Regions from separate parts of the Mus musculus genome. Here region 1 is linked to region 2. The links are chromatin contacts, called in public HiChIP or PLAC-seq maps. All regions are on one chromosome and are shown on one strand. The core of a region is the stretch at or near the end of the contact, and the rest is flanking DNA. Distances in the headings are between cores, read along the strand shown. Region 1 overlaps Gm4258 (a long non-coding RNA gene). Region 2 has its middle 21 kb from the start of Gm34244.

Region 1 (3,257 bases), core at 254-2,753, 550 kb before region 2:
TCTCCAAAGGTGAGCTGCAACTTGTAGAATTCTTCATGTTCTAGGCAGGAGGACTGAGATGACATCAAAGGCAGATTGCGACGTGGTTTAATTGAGAATAAAAGTTATGCTTCCAGCCAAGCTGGTGTTTGTTTTCCACAAGTGTACTGATGTTTTCAGTCCCCTTTAGGTGGGGGTCACTTTAACACCAAATATGAAGTATGAATTTTGATGACTAATATTAGCAATATCTTTAAGATGCTAATGTCCTTCCCTGTTGATCATAATAGCTAGCCCTAAAATGTGTGTGTGTGTGAATAGAGTTTAGATAAAATAGTTATGCGATTACCTAATAGCCTCATTATCCTTCATGATACTTCTTTTTGAATTCTCAAGTGTTTTGTAATGCCTCTCAGCCTCCCTCCCCTCCCCCTCCCCTCCCTCTTTCCCTCTTTCTTTCTTACCCTGACATTTCCAGAAGCTAAAGAAATTTAAGAATTGCAGGATCTTGTAAAAGGTACAGGAAAGTACAAACTGTGTTTATTTGTTTTTAAATTTGTTATATAATTTAAAAAAAAAGATTCCCAGTGCAATTTCTTGGTCTATTACCCCTGACAGCTACGATTAATTATATTTTAACCTGTTAAGGGCTCACTTTCTCAAGTATATTAAACTAAGTTTTCTGCAAACACTGAACTCATCTGAGTAGTGGGGATGGGTGTCCAGGCAGACAGGAAGAAAAGCACACTCTTTCTCAGTAGACAGCCTTTCTTTGTCTCCCAGCCCTGGCCTTTGCACCTACACATTGCCTGGCATGACGGGGAGGCCAAGCAGATGGCCTTCGCTGTGGAAGCCAGGGCTCTGGGCCCACGAGATGAAACCTGCATGCTTGGGAAGGCTGAGACAGTCGCCAAGGTTTCATGTGTAATAAAGTACTCGCTGCCTCTCCAGTAATGATATCCTGGGGGCTGCTGTGAGGAGGTTCTTTTCACTAGAAACATACTCGTAGGAATTTAATACTATCTTGCTAAACCCTTTGATTGAATAAGGTTTTAATTTTTTAAAAAAAGAATTCTTCTTACTTTGTAGACTCCAAGATGTGAGCAAGTATGAATTCTTACTCTAGGATCAACATCTCTACTAAGCTCGGGATTCTTTTGCCTTCTTAATCACGCGCTTCAACAAATAAAATATCTTACCGTTGCCTGTCTTTTTTCTTTTTTTTTTTTCCCCCTTTTACAGCCTGCCTGAAATACTCTTCGGTTAAATAATATTTGTTAGGCTTTGATGCAATCAAGTGAAATTTGAGTCTTCGGAGCGATTCAGCCTCGCCTCGTGGAGACCGCACATGTGTGTCAGCTTTGAGTTTTTCTCACCAGTGTTTTACACATGAAATCTATTTTTCCTTGAGAAAATGGAATCTTTGTGTCTTTGTCTGGAAGGCTCGCTGTGCTCAGGCGTGTTCCGGCAGGAGCTGTGACTGCCAAGGCCCTGGGGGAGGGGCCTGGCAGTCATTTGTCAGCTGTCCTGCATCTGTAATTTCTGGCCACTCAGCACTATCAGAGTCTTAGAAACGGGGCCCGAAGGGTGGGGGAAAGAGCTTGTCATTGATGAAAGACAAACCCCAAATAACTGCCTGATGTTGATGACCAAAGGGAAGAGAGAGTATGAAAAACTTTTATTGTGTCCTTTAATGAAAAGGATTTTCATTTGAAATAGCTAATTTATGAAATTGCACATGGTAACATTTCCAGATCTCAGTCTAGAAAGGCCGTGTCCATATTGTGTTACCAATTTCACTGCTTTTACCTTGGCAAGCGCTCCTGAAAGTATTTTAATTTTCTGCCATTGACTTCTGGTTATTTCTGCTCTTGTGCCCTTGTAACAAAACTGACAGCACAATTAAACATCTGCATTTTAAAACTGGGTTTCTCCCCTGACTATTTTGCTTTGCTTCTAAAATTTCCAGATGTTTTGGGTTCTTTATGATTTTAATGTATGCAAATACATTTGCTTATACTTTAGAGAAAATGGAGAGGGAAGAGAGGGAGGGGAGGGAGAAGAGAGAGACAAAGACAGAGACACAGGGAGACTGAGAGAAACAGAGACAAGACAGAGTATATACTAACTTGGATTGAGCAGAAGAAAAGCTTAGTAATAATACATCAAGCAGCAAATCAATATTTTCCCCGTTTGTAGATTTACATTAGAATACATTGTGGTCCTTAGCACTTTACTATTTTATTTGAATTTTGCAACTCAGTTTTGTGACTAGAATTCGGGATTCACACCTCGGTGTCCTCATAACTGGGTAGAGGCATGCTACTCTCTGTCTTTTCATTTCAGGGAGAGATAAGTTGAGGGGTAGGAGAAGAAACAATGTATTTCAAATGAGCATATGGCTTTGTGGAACTTAAGGGGATTGTCAGTATCTTGCCGGAAGTGTTTGAACGTGAGGTATAAGAGTGTCCCTAACATTTTAAGGAAGTCCATTTCCCATAATTAATAACAGGAAACTGGTAAACAGATTCTTGTGTACAAGTGAATCCAAACGGTAACATAAACGAAAGCAAGGAAAGACCCAAACGCACCTCGTTCATTTACTCCCAAGGATTATGTTGTGGTATCCAAGTGGTTCAGGCCAGAAAGACTTAGGAGATGTGTGTTGCCATAATCCTTGGGAGTAAATGAGTACTCATTTTCCATTCCTGACTGTCTAGGACATGTGCTAGGGAGAGTGCAGCCATTTCTTCCATAGTCTAAGGTCTGCAAGGGATCTCAGACAACTGACATAGTTAGTAGAAAAATGGCAAGTAATTATGAAGGAAGACAATGTATTATAAAAATATTATTTTAATATGTTTAGGCCCATTTCTACTGTATCCTATGGGAGATGGTAAGACCTAGTAAGGGAATTTGTGTACATTTAAGGTGTTTGGAGAAGTCGATGAGTAGATTTGTGAGTCTCAAACTAAATGCATCATTAATTAGACAGATAACAGGGCAGGGCGATTGACCCACTTCTGCACAGAGCTCTGGGCTAAGCTCTCTGAGAACTGACAGGTCTTTATCTTCTAATTGTATCAAAAAATGGGGACTGTCTGATCCCAGCGCTGACCTTGAAAGCAGCAAACTGAAGTGATATATTGTGTCCCTGGGTTTTGGGGTTTTGTTTTCTTTCTTTCTTTTTTTTTTTTTCTTTTTTTTTTTCAGAAATGTTGAATTCGATCTCAAAGTTTGAAGTTTCAAAAGCAGAATTAGCTGCTTTATTTATATTG
Region 2 (3,428 bases), core at 600-3,099:
CCTTCTGATACGAAACACTGCAAATCTTATGGTGCATTAGATAGCGAGATAGTTTATCTCAATGCAAATTGCAAACACAGGTGAGGTAGGAGAGCACCAGCCAGCAAGGACAGCCTTCACAAACACATTTGTGCATGGGAGTTAGCCAGAGCGTGTTCAGTTGCAAACCCCAGTGAAGAAATTTCTGGGATAACACACACACACACACACACACACACACACACACACACACACACACACGGCATTCTTGTCCAATAGTCTTAGATGTCAAGCCCCTCATCCCTTCCTGGTTTGAATGTCTGCTTCCTCTCTCAGCTCTTGCTTGCATCCACAGACACTCCTTTCCTTTATGCTAACTCCGGCCCACTGCTCTTACCTCTCTGCAAACTCCTCCTTTCTTCTACCTTGGAGTTCTCTTCTAATTGCCTCTTGATTCTGATGCCAAATCAGGAAATCACGGGAAGAAAGAATGTATGTGAAAGCAGTATATTTGTCCTCAGAGAGAATAAAATGGAAGCCCTGGGGTGGGGGTGGGGGAACACTTTTTGTCCCAGCCATTTGTCATCTCACAGAGGTGAAGGCAGAGGTCTAAGAAAGTAGGTCATGATAGGCAGGTTTTATTTGGGTGTAGGTGACACTCAGAACCTGGGAACTATCATGGAAAGATGGCCACTGGCTCACGACAACCTTAGGCGCTAACAGTGATCCAGGGTGTACACCGTACCAGGGCTTCTGCAAAACAATCTTATCTTTTCCTCAGAGCAGTGTGTCAGGATGGATTTTATTAGCCTTGTTTTATGGAAGAAGAAATATACGGACCAATTTTCCACCTAAGGATATGCAGTGTTTAATGCATTAAGCTTCAGAACAAGGCCCTGACCCCTAAGTAAGGCCACTTCCACCAAGACAGGACAGGCCACAGGACAGCTGCGTGGACAGATGGAAACTGACAAATGCAGTGTCATCATCTCTCCTGCTCCACCAGCCTGAGCCAGCCTGTCCCCAGACTCTATGACCTTGTTGGCATCCGCCACAATTGGGGCTGCCCCTTGTGAGGTCAGAGTCCTTCCCTGTCTCCTTTGTGGCAAGCGGCCACTCATTCCAAGTTTGCAGGAGTTCAGGACAAGACACTGGAAGGCATTCCCCTCCTGCTTCTCCCCCTCCCCTGATTCTTATGGGAAGGTTCTCAGTTTGCTTGGGGGTAAAGAAGGTTGAAACTCCATTGTTCACTGTGACAGCTTTAAAACAAAACAAGACAAAGAAAGAAAGAGAGAGAAAAACAAAACAAGACAAAGAAAGAAAGAAAGAGAGAGAGAGAGAGAGAGAGAGAGGGAGGAGAGAGAGGGAGGAGAGAGAGGGAGGGAAGGGAAGGGAAGGGAAGGGAAGGGAAGGGAAGGGAAGGGAAGGGAAGGGAAGGGAAGGGAAGGGAAGGGAAGGGAAGGGAAGGGAAGGGAGAGAGAGAAAGAGAGAGAGAGAGAGAGAGAAAAGAAGGCCTCTGTCTTCCCCTACACCTACATACTTTGTAAAGAAAAGAAAAGAAGAGTCGTGTAGTACAGGCGCACTCATACTTTCTACACGAGCCTAGTATAATACAGTTCCATTCCCACCTGCTTTCTCTTTCTCTCTATAGCCTGCCAACAATATTTCTAATTAGGGGCTCACTCTTTCTTCTCAAAATAAGGAACGGTATAAAGCCTCGCATGTTCCACTTTTATGGAAACACACCAGTTCAGGGCATTTAGCATTCTGTTTTCCATACCAAAGTGATCTGGATAAAACCCTGGCTCACTGTATAATTAATGACCCCTTCCTTCCCCATGCTCTCAGGCGTAAGCTGATTACCAGTCTGGGTCAGAGAAAACAGTTCTCTCGTATAGGATTGCACAATTAAATGTGTTGTGAGGAATGTATGCTGTCCTTTGATCCCTCCGTCTGTGCTCCAGTGGGGGGCAGCACGCTGGGCTGGATGGGCAGTTACTGCCTTGGTGTGATCTATCCGCTGGTCCCCCATACATTCTGGAAAATGACCTAAGACCACCTGAAATTCTGATCACAAGAGTCCTTCGCATCCCAGGCAAGGAGAGCAGATGTGCACAAGGGAATAGTCTGGATTCAGCCAACCGAGACAATTTTTAACACCATGTGAAAGTTGATAGTTCTGGGAAAAAATAATAGGGGCGCCCCTCCTGGCTACATTTGCTTTCACTCACAAGTTGCTGAGGTATCATATCTTGTGCAGATGAAAACGTGTGTTTCTGTTTTAAACTTAAGCAAAAAAGAAAGCCCGTGTTCTCTTAAAGCAGAAAGTCTACAGAATACATTTGTTATGTAGGGTGTTAGAATATTAAAGGGAATATGGCTTTCTGTGGATCTTTAAAGTCAGTTAAGTTTTATACCCCATGGCAGAGCTGTCAATAAAACTTTCTGGGTAGTAGATTGCTCTCCTACACGGCACTCACCAGCCACACATGATTGCTAGTCAACTGAAATATGGCGTGTGGGCCTAAGGAACTGAAGTTTCCGTGTAATCACCTTTAACTCATACTTATTTGATTAAATTTGACTTCAACTTAATTAAATTTAAAGAACTACATCTGGCCACTGCTCCTCATATTGGATGGTAGAGTTTTAAACTATAGTATGAACATCTTATGCAATGAGCATATTAATTGAATTTTAGTAAGTCCGGTGGGGCTTTTATTCTTTACTATTTATTGAGTGTATTTTGTCTCTGGAAACCCTTAAGGCCAATGGCAAGTAGAAACTTTCCTGAGCCAAGGGCAGCCATTGGGCCTGTGCTTGCTTTAAAGTCCTGCTGCGGGGTGATATCATTGTGTGCATGGCTTGAACAATCACTGCTATGTGGTTCTTTTACTCAATTCCCACTCAGTACTGATTCATGGAACTATCCTGAAATTGGATGCAGGGAGGAGCTAATTGAGAAGAGCCCTTCTTGAGCATTTCTACCATTTCCATTTTCTTTAGAAAAATCAGTGGTATAACAGAGCCTGAAAGGAATAAAACCAAACCAATTGAACTAGACACAGCTCAGTACTGGGAAGCCCGTCTAGACGCCTGAGGCCCTGGGTTCAATTCCCAGTACTGTAAAGATAAAGAATGCTGCAAGGTGAGTCATTCCTGTTAAGTCCCACACTTTGGAGAGTCGGCCATACGGGCTGTTATGAGTTCAAGACCCACCTTTACTGTGTAGTGTGTTCCAGGCCAGCTTAGACCAAGGAGTAAAGCGGGCTCGAGCACAAAGAGGAGACTCATTTTGCAGCAAAATGAATTAACTTTGTAATTTTCCCTCTTGTTTACTCTGCTCTTAATGCTTTCTCCAGACTACTGCTCTCCTGTCTTGCTTGAGCGGAAAAGTACCTACAATGTATGGATTAGAGACCAGCTGTTCAGCCCACCAGGGTATCACA

What was found. HiChIP or PLAC-seq counts read pairs in DNA pulled down with a chosen protein or histone mark.
Region 1: an H3K4me3 HiChIP or PLAC-seq map of embryonic basal ganglia shows a contact between it and region 2, with 5 times the contacts expected there. The contact joins two enhancer-like sites. A contact is called at or near these places in 5 of 39 promoter capture datasets (the C10 cell line, cranial neural crest, frontonasal cranial neural crest and 2 more), 1 of 15 datasets of contacts at CTCF or cohesin (large pre-B cells), 1 of 484 Hi-C or Micro-C datasets (nephron progenitors) and 5 of 115 datasets of contacts at active chromatin or transcription factors (differentiating embryonic stem cells, embryonic basal ganglia, embryonic stem cells and 2 more).

The regions. Positions count from the first base shown.
Region 1 is chr1:137,926,312-137,929,568 of GRCm38.p6, reverse strand. It overlaps Gm4258 (a long non-coding RNA gene), which reads right to left. Exons shown (of 3, transcript XR_003948014.1): 2 at 1-3,257. Among named protein-coding and RNA genes, the nearest start is that of Gm4258, 29 kb to the right of the region's middle. Within about 2 kb of position 1,503, at least 141 of the 459 cell types and tissues checked have an H3K27ac peak or open chromatin away from gene starts, as enhancers often do. A contact at or near this core is called in embryonic basal ganglia, where this site is marked.
Region 2 is chr1:137,372,417-137,375,844 of GRCm38.p6, reverse strand. No RefSeq gene overlaps it. Among named protein-coding and RNA genes, the nearest start is that of Gm34244, 21 kb to the right of the region's middle. Within about 2 kb of position 1,849, at least 33 of the 459 cell types and tissues checked have an H3K27ac peak or open chromatin away from gene starts, as enhancers often do. A contact at or near this core is called in embryonic basal ganglia, where this site is marked.